Linked DNA regions of Rattus norvegicus: region 2 is linked to region 1. A link is a contact called in public Hi-C data. All regions are on one chromosome and are shown on one strand. The core of a region is the stretch at or near the end of the contact, and the rest is flanking DNA. Distances in the headings are between cores, read along the strand shown.

Region 1 (5,367 bases), core at 2,090-4,589:
TAGTAATTTCTTTACAATGATTTCCATGAACTAATAAGGCAAAATACCTACCCTCATAGAACACAAATGCAAATACATTGCATAATTGTTATTTTTGTATGATGAAGTATATAGAGAAAAATACCCAAAATCAAGCTCTGCCCTCCAAACATGTATGTACAGGCAAACGTGTCCCTCCACATACATATGCAAGCTACACACACAAGCCACACACCACACACGCAGATGCAGCAATAGTAATTGCAATTTTAAATTCTAACATTCATCCAGCGCTGGCGAGATGACTCAGCACATCATACGAGTCTGACAGCCGGGAGTTTGATCCCCTGATCCAAAGGTGGAAGGAGAGAACTGACTCCTGAATGACCTCCTCTGATCTCCACAGAGTGCTGTGACACACGCAGACACACACAGACACACACAGACACACAACACACACACACACATAAAAATTAAAATAAAAAGGAGTTCAGCTAGAAAGGGAAACTTTGATGTCCCTGAAGTCAAGAAGAAATTTATTAAGTTGCTTGAATTTATATGAATTAAGGAATACTCTGAGCTGTTCCTTTATAAAGGTCTCACAGTAACATCTCACAAGGCTGGTTCGATGGCTTGGAGACTAAGGACACTTACTGTTCTTCAGAATGCCTGGGTTCGATTTCCTACATCCTCAGCAGGTAGCTTACTTACATCTGCCTGTAACTCCGGTTCCTGTACCCACACACGGCACACATAAACTCATGCAGCCACACCCAGAAATAACAATAAATAAGTTCTAAAGCGAAGTCTGAAAACCAAAAGTAATGTCTAGCAGGTAGAAATGGGGTGATACCTCATTGAATATTTGCTCAATGTAGATATTTGGAAGAGTGTTTGTTGAAGACTCTTCCAGGGCTGCCTCTAGTTCTCTCAGAGAACAATGGCAGATGGAAGAAATAATTCCACCAAGTCTAGCTTGGTGAATTAATGAGCTTCATTTAAGTTTCAAAATCATGGGCAGCTTGCCAGCCATGCCTCGTAATAATACGTTTTTGTCCCAAGCATATACACCCAGTTACGTATCATCTTTGAGGAAAGGATATGCCTCTGAGATCTTGCCACTTATGGGGGGAGTGTCTGTGAAAACGATCTTATGAGGGTCTCCAATGGGTACACCACAGCTGCTGTGGTCTCAAGGATGGAATCCAAGGCTTTCACGCACAGAGGTCCACATCGGTATTGCTTCAACTTAACCTAAGAAGCATGACTTCTGGTGATCTCCACATTCATGGTGTCTAAGACAGTTAACATATCCTATAGCCTTTCTCCATTAAATGGGCATCGGCTTCCAGGAAGACTTTGGAGCTCGCCTGAGTTGTGTTTGGATTTTTCCGTTGTATCCTTTAGCTCCCCGAATCTTTAACCAAGCCAAAACCAAGCAAAGCAAAACAAAGCACAACAAGACAACAACAAAAACGAAAGAGCAATATTGATTGCCTAGTGGCTGGAAAACTTGTGGACAAGAGAACACATTCCTAACAGTGTACAGGGATCGTACATTCGATCCTCCCGAGAAAACATAAAGAATAGAATAAATCTGGATTCTGGGAGACTAGTGTTATTAGTAGGGCAAATAAAAAAAATAGATTCTTCATTAGCATAAAGCTTACTCAGAATGACTGCTGATTCCTTTCTTTCTTTTCTCCCTCTGCAGGAAAGAGAACATTCAAATTTTACTATAGGCTGAAGGCATGGAAATATTGGACTTCTGTCTTCTAATTTCCTTTTATATGTTTTTATATTATAAAAATATACCCAACATATTCATTAAAGGATTTAATATTGTTGACTTTATACTATATGAGAATCAATTTGATGCTAGAAAAGTATGGTTCTTTTCTTTCACGGACCTTTTATTTCTGTGAGGGGGTGGGGAAAGATAGAGACAGGACACACAAATAATTGTTTTAGGTCACAGAAAATGCTATGAAAAGAAAAAGCAAGACAACACACAAGGTGACTAGAGTGTCACTTTAATTGGGCAGGGAGGAAAGCATCTTGGATGTGGTAACATCAACATACCTTGAGGGGAAAAAAGAAACTTCGAAGGTCCTAGACTCAGAATAACTCACCACAGGAAAACGAACATTTATACCGATTGTCTTAGAACATGTGAGAGTACAAATACTTGTAAAGCTGTTCAATATGACCTCAGTGAGAGAAAGAAACGGTGACAACAAAATACCACAATAGCCAGAGCTACCATTCGGTGCTAGAAGTTCATGAACACCGAGGAACAGGACTATCTGGTGCAGTTCAGGTTTCACAAAGGAAGTGGTACAAGCACAGGGTTTGCAAACAGTGCAATCTACAACTCTGTGCCTGGTCCTGGTCTGGACAGTACAACGGACAGTTGAATGCAAACAAAACAGGGTGTTCCTCATTAGTGTGGGGTTCAAGAAGCATAGAGGCCTAGCCATGACTCTGAATTCATGCTTTACATGACTTTCTCTATTACATATGTGTACAGACAAGTTTGTGGACGCTGTAGAGCCAGTGGGGAAAAAAGTATGAAATAAGGAATGGTGAGAAATCTGACGACTATAGGAGTTCAGAACTAGGGTGGGCTATCGCTGTTCAGAGGGTATCAACGATAAACTTTCAGTAATTGGTTCAGCATACGCACTCAATAAACGTGCCTAGGATCAGTGTAAGGAGTGGCAGCCTGATCTCTGATATGAAAAGCTGGTCTCCTAGCGTTAAAATATAGTTTGCTGTTAATACAGTCTGAAAGAGAGCCTAAACTCCTTTTCAGACTTGTTTTAATCCAAAACTTTCATAGTTTTCACATTATTTCTGTTATTCAGATGAGTAAATTCTGAGTCTCCGCGTTGGAGTGTATCCTGACTCCGGTTTTAGAATCAATCAGACACTAGACTGGAGGTTCTGACAGTTAACTACGCGTTCACGCTTAAAATTCACTACCTAGCCTAGAGGCTTAAAGCATACGATAATTTATGTAGAGCTTAAAATTAGGCAAGTCCAAGGAAAGTCATGGGATAAGGAGGGGACTCGAGGATGGAGGGGGTTCCAAAATGTTTTTGAACAGTCAGTCATAGGAGTATGTCACAAGAGCATCGAACCTAAGGGTGAGCGGAGGGGCAGGCCATAACTCGCGCAGCCGCAGTGCAGCTCTGGAGCGCCGTGGCTGGGAGGAGGGGCGTGGGGCGTGAAAGGAGGCGGAACTAATTGGACGGGGCGTGGCCGACACACGAGTATTGAGAGACTGCCCAGCGGCAGTGCCCCAGAGCTGTCTAACATCATTTCCTGTCGATGGTACTGCTTCCGGGTCTCGGTCTGCTGGCGCTTGTGTCTAGGTGACATCTTGGCGAGCCCTTTGAAGCTGCCCTCTTTCCCCTCCCCGTTTCCCGCGTTGTCCTCCGTGCCTGTCTTTGGGGTCCTCTCCTGGCCTGTACCCCGGGTCTTGCTCCCCGCGTTGCCGCCTCCTTCGTGAGGTAGGTGTGATGGCGCAGCCAGTTTCAGCTTTCTGCCAGTCTCCCACACTCGCCCGCAGCCGCCATTTTCCTGCCTGGAGGTGTCCGGTCGCACTGCGGGCCTTGGCTCGGCTGCACGGCCGGTGACTCGCACCCGGGACCTGCATGGAGGGGTGGGGAAAGCCGCGGTGGCCGAGGTGGGGTGGCAGGTGCTGGGCAGGAGTGCTGGGGTCTACGGCCCCAGCTTCTCTTGAGCCTTGTCCTTTGTAATTACTAGCTTTGAGCTGTAGTGTTCAGACAGGTCGCACTGCCCTCCAGCCTCCTTGGGGACGATGAGGTTTAATTTTTTTCCAGTAGGGTTTTGCAGTTTAAGAAGCTTCCTCTGAGTGCTTTATCTACCCAGAGTTCAGTTTACCTTTTACGAAACCTTTTTCTCTAAGGGATCTAGGTATGCAGTAGGTGATGATTTTAGTCACTAAACGAATTACAGAAAGATGCTTTGCTGTCGGCAGCGTGTAATTCATGCGGCAATGTGTTTTAACGAAGAAATCCTCCTTATCTGAAATGCTGACGTCTAAGTTCAGAGGAAGATGGATGAATATCAATACATGATCTTGGATTGCTCTGGGGTTTTAAATTTTTATTTATTTAAGTTATTTGAAGATTATTTGGCCTGGTAGGGAAAGTTTGGAAGACTTTGCCGTTAGAGTAGCTACCTGCAGAGAATGTGACGTCATTATTTTTGACTGCTGAGTTATGAGAGACAATGTACTTTTGTTTTCATTGGAAACCTAGAAGTGACTTGAGGGTTTTTTCCCCAATCATTTGGACATAGTTGTGGTTTTTTGTTTTGTTTTGTTTTTTAATCAAGGTACAAAATAATGTGAAATAACCTAGCCTTGGAAGGGAAATTTTGCCTGTTGTTTTTATATACCCGCTTTTCTATTAAAGGGGCGAATGTGAATAATTAGTTCAAATAATATGTTTATGACCCTTTTTCATTCGGTTATTTTCTTATGTAGTTGAAATGTAAAGGTCAGGGCCTGAAGAAAGAATTCAGCAGTTAGGAGCACTGGCTCTTCCCGAGTACCTGGCTTCTGTTCCCAGTACCCACATGTCCTATCACAGTGTCACAACCATCTGCAACTCCAGGTCATGGGGATCCCGTGCCATTCGATCTCCTCAGGCACCAGGCATATCTGTGGCATGCAAGCAGAACACCGTGCATGTAAAATAAGATTAATTTAAGAGTGTTTAATGTTAAGTAAATATTTATTAATTTACAGATAGACCGGTTATGTATATTTATACTGATACTTTGTAATATTTGGTTATAAATGTTTCTGATACAGGAACTATGAATGGGAGGGCAGATTTTCGGGAGCCGAATGCACAAGTGTCAAGACCAATTCCTGGTGACTATCATATTAAGTATTTACAGTTGGTAACCCTTTCTGTGTAGAGAAATTTTAATTGCTTGAGTAATTGAGTAACGGTAGAAATTGGGCTGGTTTTATAGGTGTGATATCCTTATAGTCATACACAGAGCTTAAATGTTCTCTTGTTACAGTCTCCAAATTTCTTATCATCTGAACAAGGGTGGGGGTTCATTTTACATATTTTCATTTAGCACCGTGTCCAGCCTGTCTGACTAGCAGGTAGTAAGAATAAATTTTGTAGGAAATCAAAATTGATTTTTAAAAAGTGACAAGCCAGTTGTCTCATGGTTTTATTATTATTTTTTTAATGTTTTTGTTACTAGTAGACAAAGCTAACTTTTCAGGCTTTTAAGAAAATGACTTCCAATTTTTTTCTAAAAGACATAGGGGGCGGCTACATTCCAACAGAAGAAGAGTGGAGGCTCTTTGCAGAGTGCCATGAAGAGTGCTTCTGG
Region 2 (5,223 bases), core at 1,898-4,397, 170 kb before region 1:
TGCCTAAAAATACAGCAGCAGGTACACCAGCTGCTCTCAGTAACTGATTATGAGTGCAAAGGTAAGTCCTAGGGGATAGCAAACTATTATTATGTTAAAAGAACATTCAAAATCAAGAGAAACATTGCTATTGAACTACATATACAACATTTTTTAAAATTAAAAAACTGGGGTTGGGGATTTAGCTCAGTGGTAAAGCGCTTGCCTAGGAAGCGCAAGGCCCTGGGTTCGGTCCCCAGCTCCGGAAAAAAAAAAAAAAGAACTAAAATTAAAAAACTATTATAAAAAATTAGCACACTAGTCAGGAAGGAGGGCAGCAGAGGACAGGACTTGAAATCCACGTAGTTGAGTTTAAATTATAGTTGGCAAACTCAGCAGTGGGCTCACACGTAAACACACATTTAAAACCAACAAACAGAGACACCAATGCTAACTGTCTATCTTAAGCGGAATCATGACTTCTCCAATTCCAGGGACCTGGGGCCAATGTGAAGAGAAACAAAAGCACAGAACTGCCAGTTTTTGTAACATCTTTGACAGTGCCTTATTAGAATTGTGTTACTAAGGTGGGATTGGATGATGATGTCCACATAGCTGCCTTGACACCCACCTTCCACCTTCTCTACAGGCTATTGGCAGCCGTGGCTGAACTCTATACAGTTGGCTGGGAGGTGTGGAGGGAGAGGCTGGGCTCTCAGATGAGTGCCAGTGACAGTCCTGTGAGGGGGTCAACAGTCTACAGACCCAATTTTAAGTCTCTGTGACAAAGAGCTGCTTTATACATGAACTCCTGGGGTTGGTGTTTCTCTAGAATATTCTATATCCCTAGTTTCTAAAATATAAAACAGTAACACTAACAAAAAAAAAAACCTATTTAAACAATGAAATGAATGTGGACAGACTACCTGGTCTGCTCTTACTTAAAGCCAGAAGAAAAACCAGGAAGCACGGAGAGACCACAGTGAAGTTTACAGCAGGAGACTGCACCTCTGGGTTTTACTTGCAGAGGTGAACATGGTCATAGCCATTTCATTTCAGGAGTGGAAACAATGTGGATGAATGGCTGGAATACGGAGTGGAATCTACTGGCTCAGACAGAAAAGAGCCAGACTTGTGTGGTTAACAGTTTCATCTTCGGGATCAAGTTTTTTGCATCTGATGGCTGCCGTGGTATCAGTAACAATTTTGGTTCTGGAGGGGTGGATGCATCGGGCACCACACAACAGCCACCGTTTATTCCAGTGGCTAGCTCATGAAATTGTATCTTCTTGTCACGTCTTACCACAAAATCACATTGAAATGGGAGATCTCATGAAGCTGACTCCTTTCAACGGTGACTGTGGTCATTTCCTCACAGTGACATACTGGGTAAAACACAGCAGAAGGAGTGCAAACCCGCCCTCCCCTCCCCAGTATGAAAAGCCGAGTGCCATGGGCCTTGCTCAGGGTACCACTGGCATCTCACGAGCTGCTGTACATTTCAAGGTGCCCAGCGTCTGCCTACAGGTGAAAGCCCCTCTCACCCAGCTCGTTGCCTCAGTGAACCTCTAAAACTCAGTGTAAGACCCAAAGTATCCCGAACCTTCTAAATGCCAGTGTGCTGGTGAAACGCCATTCTGTTGGGACACTCAAAAGCCCTATAACAACATCAGAGCCTAAGCCTTCGTTACCGCACCCTGTCCTTTTGAATGTGTGTGTTCATGGAGCTTGGATGTGAAGGCTGGGGTATATCTGCCTTATTTTTAATTATCATTATTGTGTGGTGTGTGTGCTTGGTGTATGGGGAGGGGGGCACCTGCTTGTGTGAGATCGCTTCTCAATCCTTTGTCCGACCAATCAATCAACCTAGAAGCATCCATTCTACTAGACTGACAGGCCCATGAGCTCCGGGGCTTCTGCCGCATACCCATGGTACGGGGCTCGGGGTATAGGTGCTTGGCCTATACTGAGTAAGGACTCAGTTTTTCGATGGATCCTGGGCATCTGAACTCAGGTCCTCGAGGCCACACAGCAGGCCTTTGCCCACTGAGCCACCTACCCAGTCCCTCTGTCTGCTTTTCCTTAATATATTTTTAAAATCTTGAGTCAGTTTTGTTCCATTGGTGAATTAATGCTATTTGATTTCATTTTTAGATTAAATCAATTTTTATACTAACTTGTTATGAGGAAAACTTTAGTTTGAAAAGAGACTGGTCAATTTTTACCTAATCTCACATGGTAAAAATAATAACTTCTTATTATTAAAAGGAGAACTTGCAAATTTAAAAACAAAGGAACTAACGCATGGCGGTCACTGCGGCACTGTAACTGAGGGCTTTTCTTCATCTGTGACGAACATGAAGACAGCGGTGAACACTACCTGGGAATCTCCCATGAACCACACACTACTGAGTCCAGATCTCGTGATGGGACTGAAGTATATTATGCATAGCCTTTTACACAGAGGACAAAGGACCAGTGGAGAGCAGCCCAGCTGAGTTCCCCAGCAAACAAGACAGACAGCTGGGACATTAGTATGTGCCTTGGCCACCGCCCAACAATGACAATGATCAGCTGGCTCAGAGATTACTGAATCCTTCATGCATGGGGAAGTAGTACTGAGTGCATAACCATCACCTAGGGAGGGACCATTTACACTGTAAGGGCAGGGACTAAGTCACGCGAGTAGTTAGTCCTCTTCAACAGTGAGCTCGGAGTACGATACTCTGGTACCTCATGCAGGACGGAGTCACAGCCTAACGAGGACATATTATGCATGATAGAAACAAAGGTCCTAGCAAATCCAAGACACTGTAAGTCAGTTACTCGGAGATCTGTGAGGCTCTATGGCATTTTCACATAAATCAGGTTACTTTGCCCCCATATTTTAGAAATCTTTACTGATTTTTAAAAATTTTATTTCTATAGGTTTAGAGAAACTAATTTAAGAAACAAAAACAACTTTGCCTTTTTTGTGAAGAGTCCCCACAAAGAGTTTTGGAAGAGGCTTATACATGTCCTCAGTGTCGTGCTGTTTGATTGGGTGCATCTGAACTCTGGGATGAGGTGACATTAAAGGATGAGGGAGGGCACTGCTGGGAGGAACGGTGTGGGAGCAGAACCCGGGTCCTCACCAGAGGCAGCGCCCTGTCTCACACCCGAGGCCCCTGAGTCAGTCAGCAAGGCCTTGGGCAGAGATCTCGACCAAAAACAAGCCCACTAGAAAAACTTCTAAAAGGCTTATATGTCTTGGTACTGATGCTGTCCTGTGTTAAGAAGCTGTGTGGATTATAGAAGCTGAGGCAGGAGGCTTGCAACTCTGAGAAAAGGGAGGGAGATGGCAGATACTGTCAGGGGAGGATACCCTGCCCCCTAGGTGGGCTATGGGTTGAAGCTTCTGAAGCCAGTCCAAGTACAGGTGACTTTGGGGCTGGAAAGCCAAAACAACCACCACCACCACCACCACCACCACCACCACCACCACCACCACCACCACCAACAACAACAACAACAACAACAGCAGCAACAGGACAGGGACCAACTGGAGAGTAGCATGAGATGCAAAGGAGAAAAACTACAGTGAGCTAGAATCACAGAGGGCAGTGTCTGGAGGAGAGGCTACAATTTCTCAGTGTGGAGGAAGGGAACCCAGTATAACTTCAATAAGAAGGGAGTGTGTAGCCATTGCTCTAGCACTCGAGAGCTCAGGGTCCTGCCAAGGGAGCACCATGGAGAGTTGAACTGGTGCCCCCCACATCACAGGACCACAGTCGGCATACAAGATTCAGCCACAGGGGACAATCAAGGCCTCCAGAGGCCAGGTCCTTCCTCCCCACAGCTCTCCTGCCCCTGCAACTTTGGTTTTAGCATCCTGGCATCCTGGCTACACTCAAAAATATCAGAGAAACCTAATCTGCCCTGGGAATCAGATTTCCCCTACTAAAAACCCTACAACCACCAAAAAACCTTTACAAAACGCATAGTAAGGCGCCTTTGGCTTTTGAGTAACTCATTTCTCTCTCTTAAGTATTCGTTAGGCCTTTTATTTGCAAATGACGGTCAGTCTGCATACATTGTAAAGACAAACAGATAACCCAAGAATACACAATGCTAACTGAATCGAGCTCCACAGCAGAGCACTTTAGATGTGGCATTTGCTATTCTTTTACATCCCATTCTAGAAACAAAACGGAACTCCTATCCAAATGCATCATGAGGAAAATGTGATTTTTTAAAAACTTTTTTTCTACTTTTCTTCTCTAACCACAGTCCATAGTTGGAAATTTACAGATGACCCTTTAATAACATACAATGTCTTAAAGACTATAAGCATAAAACCTTCGAACTTGTGCAAGCACGTGCACGCACACACACCGCCATTCACTTCAACCAATGCCATTCCCATGCTGTATCTTTACTTCCACCTCATGGAAAGGAAGTGAGCGTAAAAGGATTGAGTAGCCAGGTGACGCGCGGACAGCGGAAAGTCCCTAGTTACCGCCATTCCACTCAGCTGGTTCTTCCTAACAAGATTTACCTTCACACACACACACACACACACACACACACACACACACACACACACACACACACACACACACACACACACACACACACACACACACACACACACACACACACACACACACACACACACACACGGGCAGGCAAGTACAGAGCAGGCAAGGCCCAGGAAGGGGAAAGACGTGGGGCTGAATTAGGTGGTCTGGTCACCGAGTGGGCCAGAATCTCAGATAGCGTCCTCAATGACGACCCGAGACATGAGGGCCTGCAGCACGGCACGGCACGGCACGGCACGGCACGGGAGGCAGTGGGGATTCGGCTTGGAGGCAGAGACACTCACCTGCTTTAGAACTTCTACCAAGACTAAACAGAAAATGAAGTCTACAGCTAAGTCCCGCCGCTCCAGGAGGTAATCTCTCTCACGGTGCTGCTCGTCTCTGCAACAAGAACCCAAAAGGAGAACTGTATTGAGACTCAGCGTCCCAAGTGACGGCTGTAGCGTGCTTGGCTCGTGTGCTGTGCCGTGTTCCTCCTCAGCACGTGTGAGTGTGAGTGTGAGTAAGTGGGACGAGTGAGTGAGGAGTGGAGTGGGGGTACTCAGCACCAACTGGGATGGGGACTTCGCTTCAGCACCCGCTGCATGCCTGGCGCGTTCTGCTGTTTTTAGACGCTGCTATTTCTATACACAGCATACACTTCACTGTTCATCTACTAGAAAGA

Evidence for each region. A called contact is a pair of places that touch in the nucleus more often than the background predicts.
Region 2: a contact with region 1 is called in a Hi-C map of kidney, with 2.3 times the contacts expected there. The contact joins the enhancer-like site here to the promoter of Ociad1 in region 1. A contact is called at or near these places in 7 of 12 Hi-C or Micro-C datasets (the A7r5 cell line, the Rat2 cell line, Schwann cells and 4 more).

What each region holds. Positions count from the first base shown.
Region 1 is chr14:35,267,246-35,272,612 of GRCr8, reverse strand. It overlaps Ociad1 (OCIA domain containing 1), which reads left to right and starts at 3,339. Exons shown (of 9, transcript NM_001013874.1): 1 at 3,339-3,494; 2 at 4,826-4,888; 3 at 5,294-5,367. The coding sequence starts at 4,831.
Region 2 is chr14:35,435,620-35,440,842 of GRCr8, reverse strand. It overlaps Fryl (FRY like transcription coactivator), which reads right to left. Exons shown (of 63, transcript NM_001427275.1): 7 at 4,844-4,940. Among named protein-coding and RNA genes, the nearest start is that of Zar1, 110 kb to the left of the region's middle. Within about 2 kb of position 3,147, at least 32 of the 93 cell types and tissues checked have an H3K27ac peak or open chromatin away from gene starts, as enhancers often do. A contact at or near this core is called in kidney, where this site is marked.